Regions from separate parts of the Mus musculus genome. Here all the other regions are linked to region 1. The links are chromatin contacts, called in public Hi-C and promoter capture Hi-C maps. All regions are on one chromosome and are shown on one strand. The core of a region is the stretch at or near the end of the contact, and the rest is flanking DNA. Distances in the headings are between cores, read along the strand shown.

Region 1 (2,623 bases), core at 75-2,574:
TCAGGAGGAATGGAAATAGTTTTTAGATGTTAAGAAGAAGGTAATTGGGGCTTGGGACCTGACACTCAGTAGGCTGTCACCAAACATCATCAAAGAAGCTCAGATGCCTATGTGTGCCGAGAGTACCCAGCAGGCATCCCAGATGTCCTGTGGCACAGGGTATGGAGCTGTTCTGGAGTTGGTGGACCGGGCCTGCAGGGTTCTATTGGGGCTACTGCCAAAAAGGAGCAGAAGTAGACATTTGGACAGTGGAGGCCTCAGTAGGCTAAGGCTTGCCTAAGCGGGAGGTTCACGATGATGACATGATGTCCATGACGCTGTAAGCCAGAGACAGGACTGTGGTTCCCTGTACCAGGGGCTGGAGCCCCTGGGGGCCACTTTCTGGCCCTTAGTCTTCCTTTCTGAATGTGAAGAAGGGTACTTACTTCTCAGGCATTGTCATGGGGTTGAATAGAGGGACTGTGATTTACCTAGTAGTAGGTCTGTACATAGTAGGGGCTTAATTGCTCGGAGCTAGTCCACCTACTTGGACAGTAAGAGGCAGAGGTGCAGTTGGAGGACAACCTCCCTTCTGCTGCCATCCCTGACTGGGGAGCTTGGAACTGCTCTCTCCTGCTACTGACGCCCACTTTGTGTGAGTGTGTGTTGTCCTAGGTATGCCTGCCACCCCCCAATAGCCTGGGAAATCTCAAGATGCTAAAGGCTGCCCAGCTGGCTCTCCAGCCTCTGTGCTAGCCCTCTCTGCCTCCTTAGTGACTCCTGGCTCCCAAGTGTGGCTGTCTTCCTGCTGTGTAGTCTCAGGAAGGTTCTCCCCTCTCTGAGCTCACCAGGTACAATGGAATCCTCTTTGGCCTTTGTGAGCACTATCCAGGTGCAGATGCCAGTCACCAGTGCACAGTAGCCATACTGTGAGTAAGTAGGCATTCTTACCTTCAGCCCTTGATCTAAGCTTTGATTCCCCACCTGCGGTGGGCATTGGCTCTTTTTAAGCCATCCACTCTGGGGCCAATTATAAATAGACACATAATCGCCCCTATCTATAGAGATAAAACGTATTCTTTAGAGATGAGCCACACGCCCCTCCCCTTACCCCCCCCCCCCCCAACACTGGCACTAGCTCTCTGCAGTTAAGGGCGAAGGAGGGATCTGGTACTCCTCTCCCTCACCCATTCCTCCTCCCTGCTGCTCCTCCATCTCCACCCTGCAGAGGTGTGATCCGGCAGGGGCCGTGATGTCAGAGGCTCAGCTGATGTCACCGCCCCGGCCCTGTGACTTCACTTGCTTGCTTGGGCAGGAGGAGCTGTGAAGAGGCTGAGACTGAGAGGAGAAACTGCCCCCTTTCCTTTTTCTTCCCGGTTTCTCGCTTTCCCTTCCTCCCTGCCTCCGCGGGGGGTTGTTTTCCTGCCGGCCTGCATGCTGTGGGCTGTCAAGGGGTTTGGGGGCAAGTGCCAGGGGAGGATGCAGCTGCAAAGGTAACGGTGCGCGGGGCCTCTCCCACGGTCGCGAAAGTTTGCTCTGGCGTGTGAGGCGTGCCCGCTGGGCGCTGCGCCGCGCCTGCCCCAGGCTCCCCGGGGGCGTGCAGGGGCCACCGGGCCAGGGACAGTCCAGGCAGAGGCCTCCTGGGCGGCCTTCACTGCCTTGTCCCCATCAAAGGCCGCAGCTGCTCGAGTGGCGGCTGCAGCTTTGAAACTGCCATAAAGAGCGATGGAGGGAGGGGAGCGCGGGGGATGCTCAGAGCAGTGCCCAGGAGGGCGGCCGCGAGAGGAGGGGTGGTCGGGGCTGTTGGTCGAGTGCAGCCGCAGCAGCAGGGGCGTGAAGGGCAAGGCCCCGGGTCAGGATCTCAGGGGCCAGATCCTTGTTACTGTCTCTGTCCCCTCTGGTCCAGCCGCCCTCTGTGGCCGGGACCCCAGCAGTGAGGTGCAGAAAGCTTTAGGAGGGGGCAGGGGCTGACTCCCCCTATTATTTCCTGACATATTCTTCCACCTCCAGCAGGCCATTTGTCAGTGGTAATGCGGGACAAAGGAGGGGGCAGTGGGTGGTCTGCTGCGAGTTGGGCGACGGGCATAGATAGAGCACAGGCCGAGGAGAAACGCCAACAATTAGGAGGCAGATCCAGAGCTTCGCTCATTCAGTCTATCGAGGGAGCCGTCATTTTGTGTTAGCGTGTGTGTCTGAGGTGGGAGGAGGCAGAGAGGGGAGAATGACAGGAGAAGGATTATGACATTGTGTTGTCTCTGTTTGTGGTAAATGCAAATTTGGCACCAGTGGTTTCCTGGGAAAAGCAGAGGCAAGTGACCCAGGCCAAGGCCTTGGCCCAGACCCACCAAGGTGGGCGGCGGTTTTGGGATTTTATTTGTTCCTCCCTTTTTTTTTTGTCTGGTGTGTGCTTCTTCCATTTATTTTACAGTGAAGAGCTGGAGATAGACAGGCCGGCATGGCGGGAGGAGTCCCCTCTTCCCTAGTTTTTCCAGTCCCTCCTCATTCCATAGGAGGCTCAGGCACCTCCCCTGCCTCCAAGTCTTTGCCCCAGGTCATCTGTTTTGCTCTTTGGCCCCCTGCCCCAGGCCAGAGTCACACTTAGTTCCTCCCTTAGCCTAGGTGGCCTGAGATCTCTGAAGGCTGC
Region 2 (2,623 bases), core at 82-2,581, 56 kb before region 1:
ACAAACCTCTATCTCTAGCTTCCCTGCTTCTTCCCCAGATATCTCCTGGCCAAGACTTCCAGGGCTACCGTGTCCCCGCCCTGCCGCTCTCCCAGGCCTGTGAAGGCTGGGGATGGGAGAAACTGCCTCCTTTCAAGAGGCCTCAGAGCCGATGCCACCTGCTCTCTGACTGCCATGACACACCACAGCCACCACTCTGTTAGATCAGCTGACCCCCCCCCCCGCACCCCCTGCAGCCCAGAGGCCAAGGCCAAGGCCTCCCAGGAGTTAGCCACCAAGAGAAGAGGCCCAGGAAGGAAGCCTGCCAGGGCAACCGCAGCGGGTGGGTCAGGCCCTCCCTCTCCTTGCTTAGTTAAACTTTCCTGAACTTTCCACAGTTTGTAAGCTGAGCTTCTCTAACTTTGAGAACCTAGGGAAATGTAAGAAAACACCACCCCCACCCCCAGCCCCCCAACCACAGCCACTGGCTGATTCTGCTCAGGCATTTGGGATAATTTTTTTCTCTCTCTGTGTGGTTACTCAGGGCTAGGAGCCCATCTGTAAACACAGGGCCTTGCTGCCTCTTTCTTGTGGTTTGTCATCAGTTTGGGCTGACTGTCCCCGTGCGTCCTGACTGTGGTTCTGTGGCTCGTCAGGAGGCATCCTTTCTGTGTTGTCTGGGTCACCTCACTGCAGGAGGACACAGCTGCTGCCCTCTAGGCACAAGGAACTGAGTGGAAACAGGACTTGATTAGAGCAGAGGGAGACTCAGGTGCAGTTAGGGGTTCAAGGAGCCACTTCTGGATTTTGGGGGGGTGTTAACATATAGAGAACTCCGAATTGTCTTTTGAGAAAGGTTAGGAGTCTTAACAGGGCAGCAGGACAGTCCCAGACAGAGAACAGCATGGGAGGGGGCTCCTGTCACTGGAGAGATCTGCTAAGAGGACCTTACAGCCAGCCACAGAGTCACACTGAGGACAGCTATCCAGGGATGGAGAAAGTAGCGGGTGAGAGAAGAGCCAGCTACGGCCAGCTAACCCTGGCTCCCCAACAGAAAAATTTTTATGGCTCCGCTACATTTACAATGATGCTCCCAAGAGCTAAGCCTCCAGGTCTCCTGTAGTGTTTCCTGGCCTCCCGGCCCACCAGCCTCTGTCCTCCAGATCCCGTGGCTGCTGGCCCCTCTCCCAAGAGAGCTTCTGGGTTGAGACGGCACAGTCTGCTTTTGTAGGATTGGGCCTCGGGCGGGCGGGCTTGCTCCTCTCTCCCGCAGCGCCCCAGCTGGGCCTGCCACCCGCCACCTGCCACCCGCCCACGTGGATCCCCCCTCTGCCCCTGCTGGCGCCGAGGAGGCTTTGGCAGACTCTGGGCCCTGAGGCCTCTCTGCTCAGTGATTACGCGGCAGCCGGTGGGCTCCGGAGCCAGAGCGAGAGATTTATTGTGGTTTTTAGGGGGCGTTTAGGAGCCGACGTGATAATGTCTGTGAACGCACTTTGTAAACTGTAGCGGGGGAGTGCCATGCGCACGCGAGGGGCGGGGAGCTCAGCCCCCACATGACATCCTGGGGCTTAGCTGAGAAGCCCCTCCCTCCAATTTAGAGGGTGGGTGGGCTGGAGAAGTCCTACTAGGCTCTACTAGAAGGGGGAATTCTAGGTTACATCTGAGGGAGCATTAGACTCGCAGGAGCCTCTCTGTGTCACCAAACAGCAAAAGAATGAGCAGTGAGCCAGAAAACTGCCCAAGTTCTCCCTGCTGGTCCAAGAAGCCCCGTTGCACTGGGGAGTAGCTTCCTGACTACTGAGTGGGAGGGAAGCCCCTGAGGTGCCCTTCCTCAGTTCTGCTGCTGCAGGGTGGGGGTTGGGGTTGGGTTAACAGCCCAAGCGGGCTGTCTCCTAGGAGGGGGAGCTGCACACAGGCATTGGAGCATCGCCATTCCACCCTGCGCACTTAATGTCACCACCTGAGGATTGTTTTAAGAGTTACTCGTTTTTATTGTGCGCGCGTGTACGGCATGCACGAGGCACGATTGCCTGAAATGTGTGTATGAGCACGAAGTGGGTGTAGATGCCCCCAAGGCTAACAGAAGGTGTCAGATGCCCCGGAGTTGCCCAGTCCCAGGAACTGAATCTTGGCCATATGCAAGAGCAGCATGCACTCTTAACCTCCAAGCCATCTTTCCAGGCCTTATCTGGAGATTCTTATCCCATTGTGAATATTCACTGAGCACCTTCTATGTGCTTGGCACTGTTTTGCACACTGTGGAGGTACAGTTAGTATAGCAGGAATCAAGACATTCTGAAGTAAGGCATAGTGGCCTAGCTCTGTAATTCTAGCACTTGGGAGGCAGAGGCAGGAGGATGAAGAGTTCAAAGTCATCTTTGGCAACAGAGCAAGTTCAAAGCCAACCCGGGAGATATGAGACCCTGTGTCAAATGAACCCCAAACAACAAAAGGAGGGGTATACCTGAACCCTTATACTCCTGGATTTGGGGGGAAAAGGGTGGAAGTAGATGATACACAGTTCAATAATTAATGCTATAAGTAACGATTGTTATTTTAGAGACCATAAAATGGGCTGGAGAGATGGCTCAGCGGTTAAAAGCACAGAGTGCTCTTCCACAGGACCTGAGATCAATTCCCAGCA
Region 3 (2,623 bases), core at 86-2,585, 55 kb after region 1:
TGGGTTTTGTACTAATGCATTAAACATTTTCCCAGAATCAAAACTCATGACCTGTTACTGTATCCTCTACCTGGAGTCATACTCTCCTGTAGTGTAACAGACAACACAAATAACCTAATGACAATGTCAGAAAGGTGGGACTACATCAGGTGGGGAATGGCAGGATTCTACTTCCATGGAGACATCCCAGCAGAAAGTTTTTTCCTGAGGCATCGAGGGTTCTTTAAAGAACTGGGTGCTGGGCTGGAGAGATAGCTCATCAGTTAAGAGCACTGACTGCTCTCCCAGAGGTCCTGAGTTCAATTCCCAACAACAACATAGTGGCTCACAACCATCTGTAATGGGATCTGACGCCCTCTTCTGGAGTGTCTGAAGACAGCTACAGTGTACTCATATTAAATCAATCAATCAATCAATCAATCTTAAAAAAAAACAAAACAAAACCAAAAACCGAATGCATTGGAGAGAATAATGCTCTTAGATGATGACAGAAAGACAACAAAAGTTAATACTAGTTTTCAATAAAAGTGAGGTCACCAGCTTTCCAAACCAGGCTGGAGAGAACAGTCCACAACTGGGACTGGAATGTGTAGACTCAAAGTCCTGGACCTTATAACTACTCTTTTGTGGTCTCTTGCTCTTGGTGGCTCTGAATTAGGTGGTCAAGAGAGGTACTTTGAAGACAATTTTATGTCAAGAAGCAGTCAGATCTGACTTATAGGTGACTACAGTATAAGGAATCCATAGTAATACCAAGTTGAGTGTCCCAGAGTCACTAGTCACCATAAGCAGGCGATTTTGAGGAACTAGCTTTGGTTCTCAGGATGGGTCTTTGTCTTGGAGTGATTGGAGTAGTCTTGGACACCTCCTGAAACAACTGCTCCGTCATTATCTGAGGCTCCTCAGCTTAAATTAAAAGAGCTTTTGTCACCCCACAGTAACTAAAGATTTATTTAAAAAATGTCTTTGTTTGTAATAACATTCCAATATTTACTCCAGTTGAATTTGTAAGACTCATTTATCTAATGAAGTTTTTAAAGACTATATTGAATGTGTTTGTGTATTCCTAGTATTTTCTTTGTTGTATTACAGATTCCTTCATTCTTTAGACCATTTATCTGCTTACTTGCATTATTAGAAATTGATAGAAAAAGGAGATGGAATTTAAGCAATCAGCTTTATCTGGTCACTGAGTTATTTATCTAGGCTTGATCTTTGTGTCAAGCAGATGCATGTCTCATGCTTTTTCTTTTTTTCCCTTTCTAGGAGGGCTGCTGGCCTGCTGCTGTGCTGCTGAACAGTATGCAGTCGTTTCGGGAGCAAAGCAGTTACCACGGAAACCAGCAGAGCTACCCACAGGAGGTGCACAGCTCATCCCGCATAGAAGAGTTCAGCCCTCGCCAGGCCCAGATGTTCCAGAATTTTGGGGGAGCAGGTGGTGGTAGTAGTGGCACTGGCAGCAGCAGTAGCGGTCGACGAGGAACAGCTGCTGCAGCGGCAGCAATGGCTAGTGAGACCTCTGGCCATCAAGGCTATCAGGGTTTCAGGAAAGAAGCTGGAGATTTTTACTACATGGCAGGCAACAAAGACACAGTGGCAGCAGGAACCCCACAGCCTCCTCAGCGAAGGCCTTCTGGGCCTGTACAGAGCTATGGACCTCCCCAGGGGAGCAGCTTTGGCAATCAGTATGCGAGTGAGGGTCATGTGAGCCAATTTCAAGCACAGCACTCTGCCCTTGGTGGTGTGTCTCATTATCAGCAGGATTACACAGGGCCTTTCTCTCCTGGGAGTGCTCAGTATCAACAGCAGGCCTCTAGCCAACAACAGCAGCAGCAGCAGCAGCAGCAACAGCAGCAGCAGCAGCAACAGCAGCAGCAAGTACAGCAGTTGAGACAACAGCTTTACCAATCCCATCAGCCTCTGCCACAAACCACTGGACAGCCAGCCTCTGGCTCATCGCATCTACAACCAATGCAGCGGCCCTCAACTCTGCCATCTTCTGCTGGTTATCAGTTAAGAGTAGGTCAGTTTGGACAGCACTACCAGTCTTCTGCTTCCTCCTCTTCCTCCTCCTCCTTCCCTTCTCCACAGCGTTTCAGTCAGTCTGGACAAAGCTATGATGGCAGTTACAGTGTGAATGCTGGATCTCAGTATGAAGGGCATAATGTGGGTTCTAATGCACAGGCTTATGGAACACAATCAAATTATAGCTATCAACCTCAGTCTATGAAAAATTTTGAACAGGCAAAGATTCCACCAGGAAACCAGCAGGGGCAGCAGCAGCAACAGCAGCAACCACAACCTCAGCAACAGCAGCCGCAGCAACAGCAGCAACAGCAGCAGCAGCAGCAACATCCTCCCCAGCATGTGATGCAGTACACAAATGCTGCCACCAAGATGCCTCTGCAAAGCCAGGTTGGGCAGTACAACCAGCCTGAGGTTCCTGTAAGGTCTCCCATGCAGTTCCACCAGAATTTCAGCCCTATTTCTAACCCTTCTCCAGCTGCTTCTGTGGTTCAGTCTCCAAGCTGTAGCTCTACACCTTCTCCTCTCATGCAGAGTGGTGAGAATCTCCAGTGTGGGCAAGGCAATGTGCCCATGAGTTCCAGAAACCGAATTTTAC

What was found. Promoter capture Hi-C pulls out the DNA fragments that hold promoters and counts their contacts. Hi-C and Micro-C count contacts between places; a contact is called where the count stands out from the background.
Region 2: a contact with region 1 is called in a Hi-C map of cerebral cortex, with 1.6 times the contacts expected there. The contact joins the enhancer-like site here to the promoter of Tcf20 in region 1. A contact is called at or near these places in 3 of 39 promoter capture datasets (the 3T3-L1 cell line, hippocampal neurons and macrophages), 12 of 484 Hi-C or Micro-C datasets (the MNK3 cell line, the MPC-11 cell line, brown adipocytes and 8 more), 6 of 115 datasets of contacts at active chromatin or transcription factors (bone marrow-derived macrophages, craniofacial prominence, embryonic basal ganglia and 2 more) and 3 of 9 other capture datasets (adipose tissue, liver and pancreatic islet).
Region 3: a contact with region 1 is called in a promoter capture Hi-C map of hippocampal neurons, with 2.5 times the contacts expected there. The contact joins the enhancer-like site here to the promoter of Tcf20 in region 1. A contact is called at or near these places in 3 of 39 promoter capture datasets (the C10 cell line, hippocampal neurons and liver), 8 of 484 Hi-C or Micro-C datasets (the AML12 cell line, CD8 T cells, bone marrow and 3 more), 5 of 115 datasets of contacts at active chromatin or transcription factors (SST interneurons, cardiomyocytes, embryonic stem cells and 1 more) and 3 of 9 other capture datasets (adipose tissue, liver and pancreatic islet).

The regions. Positions count from the first base shown.
Region 1 is chr15:82,910,835-82,913,457 of GRCm38.p6, reverse strand. Tcf20 (transcription factor 20) reads left to right here and starts at 1,324. Exons shown (of 5, transcript NM_013836.3): 1 at 1,324-1,472.
Region 2 is chr15:82,967,294-82,969,916 of GRCm38.p6, reverse strand. It overlaps a transcript of Tcf20 not described here. Among named protein-coding and RNA genes, the nearest start is that of Mir3080, 9.3 kb to the right of the region's middle. Within about 2 kb of position 1,331, at least 86 of the 459 cell types and tissues checked have an H3K27ac peak or open chromatin away from gene starts, as enhancers often do. A contact at or near this core is called in the MNK3 cell line, cerebral cortex, cortical neurons and 1 more, where this site is marked.
Region 3 is chr15:82,855,928-82,858,550 of GRCm38.p6, reverse strand. It overlaps Tcf20 (transcription factor 20), which reads left to right. Exons shown (of 5, transcript NM_013836.3): 2 at 1,267-2,623. The coding sequence starts at 1,303. Among named protein-coding and RNA genes, the nearest start is that of Tbrg3, 41 kb to the left of the region's middle. Within about 2 kb of position 1,335, at least 49 of the 459 cell types and tissues checked have an H3K27ac peak or open chromatin away from gene starts, as enhancers often do. A contact at or near this core is called in SST interneurons and hippocampal neurons, where this site is marked.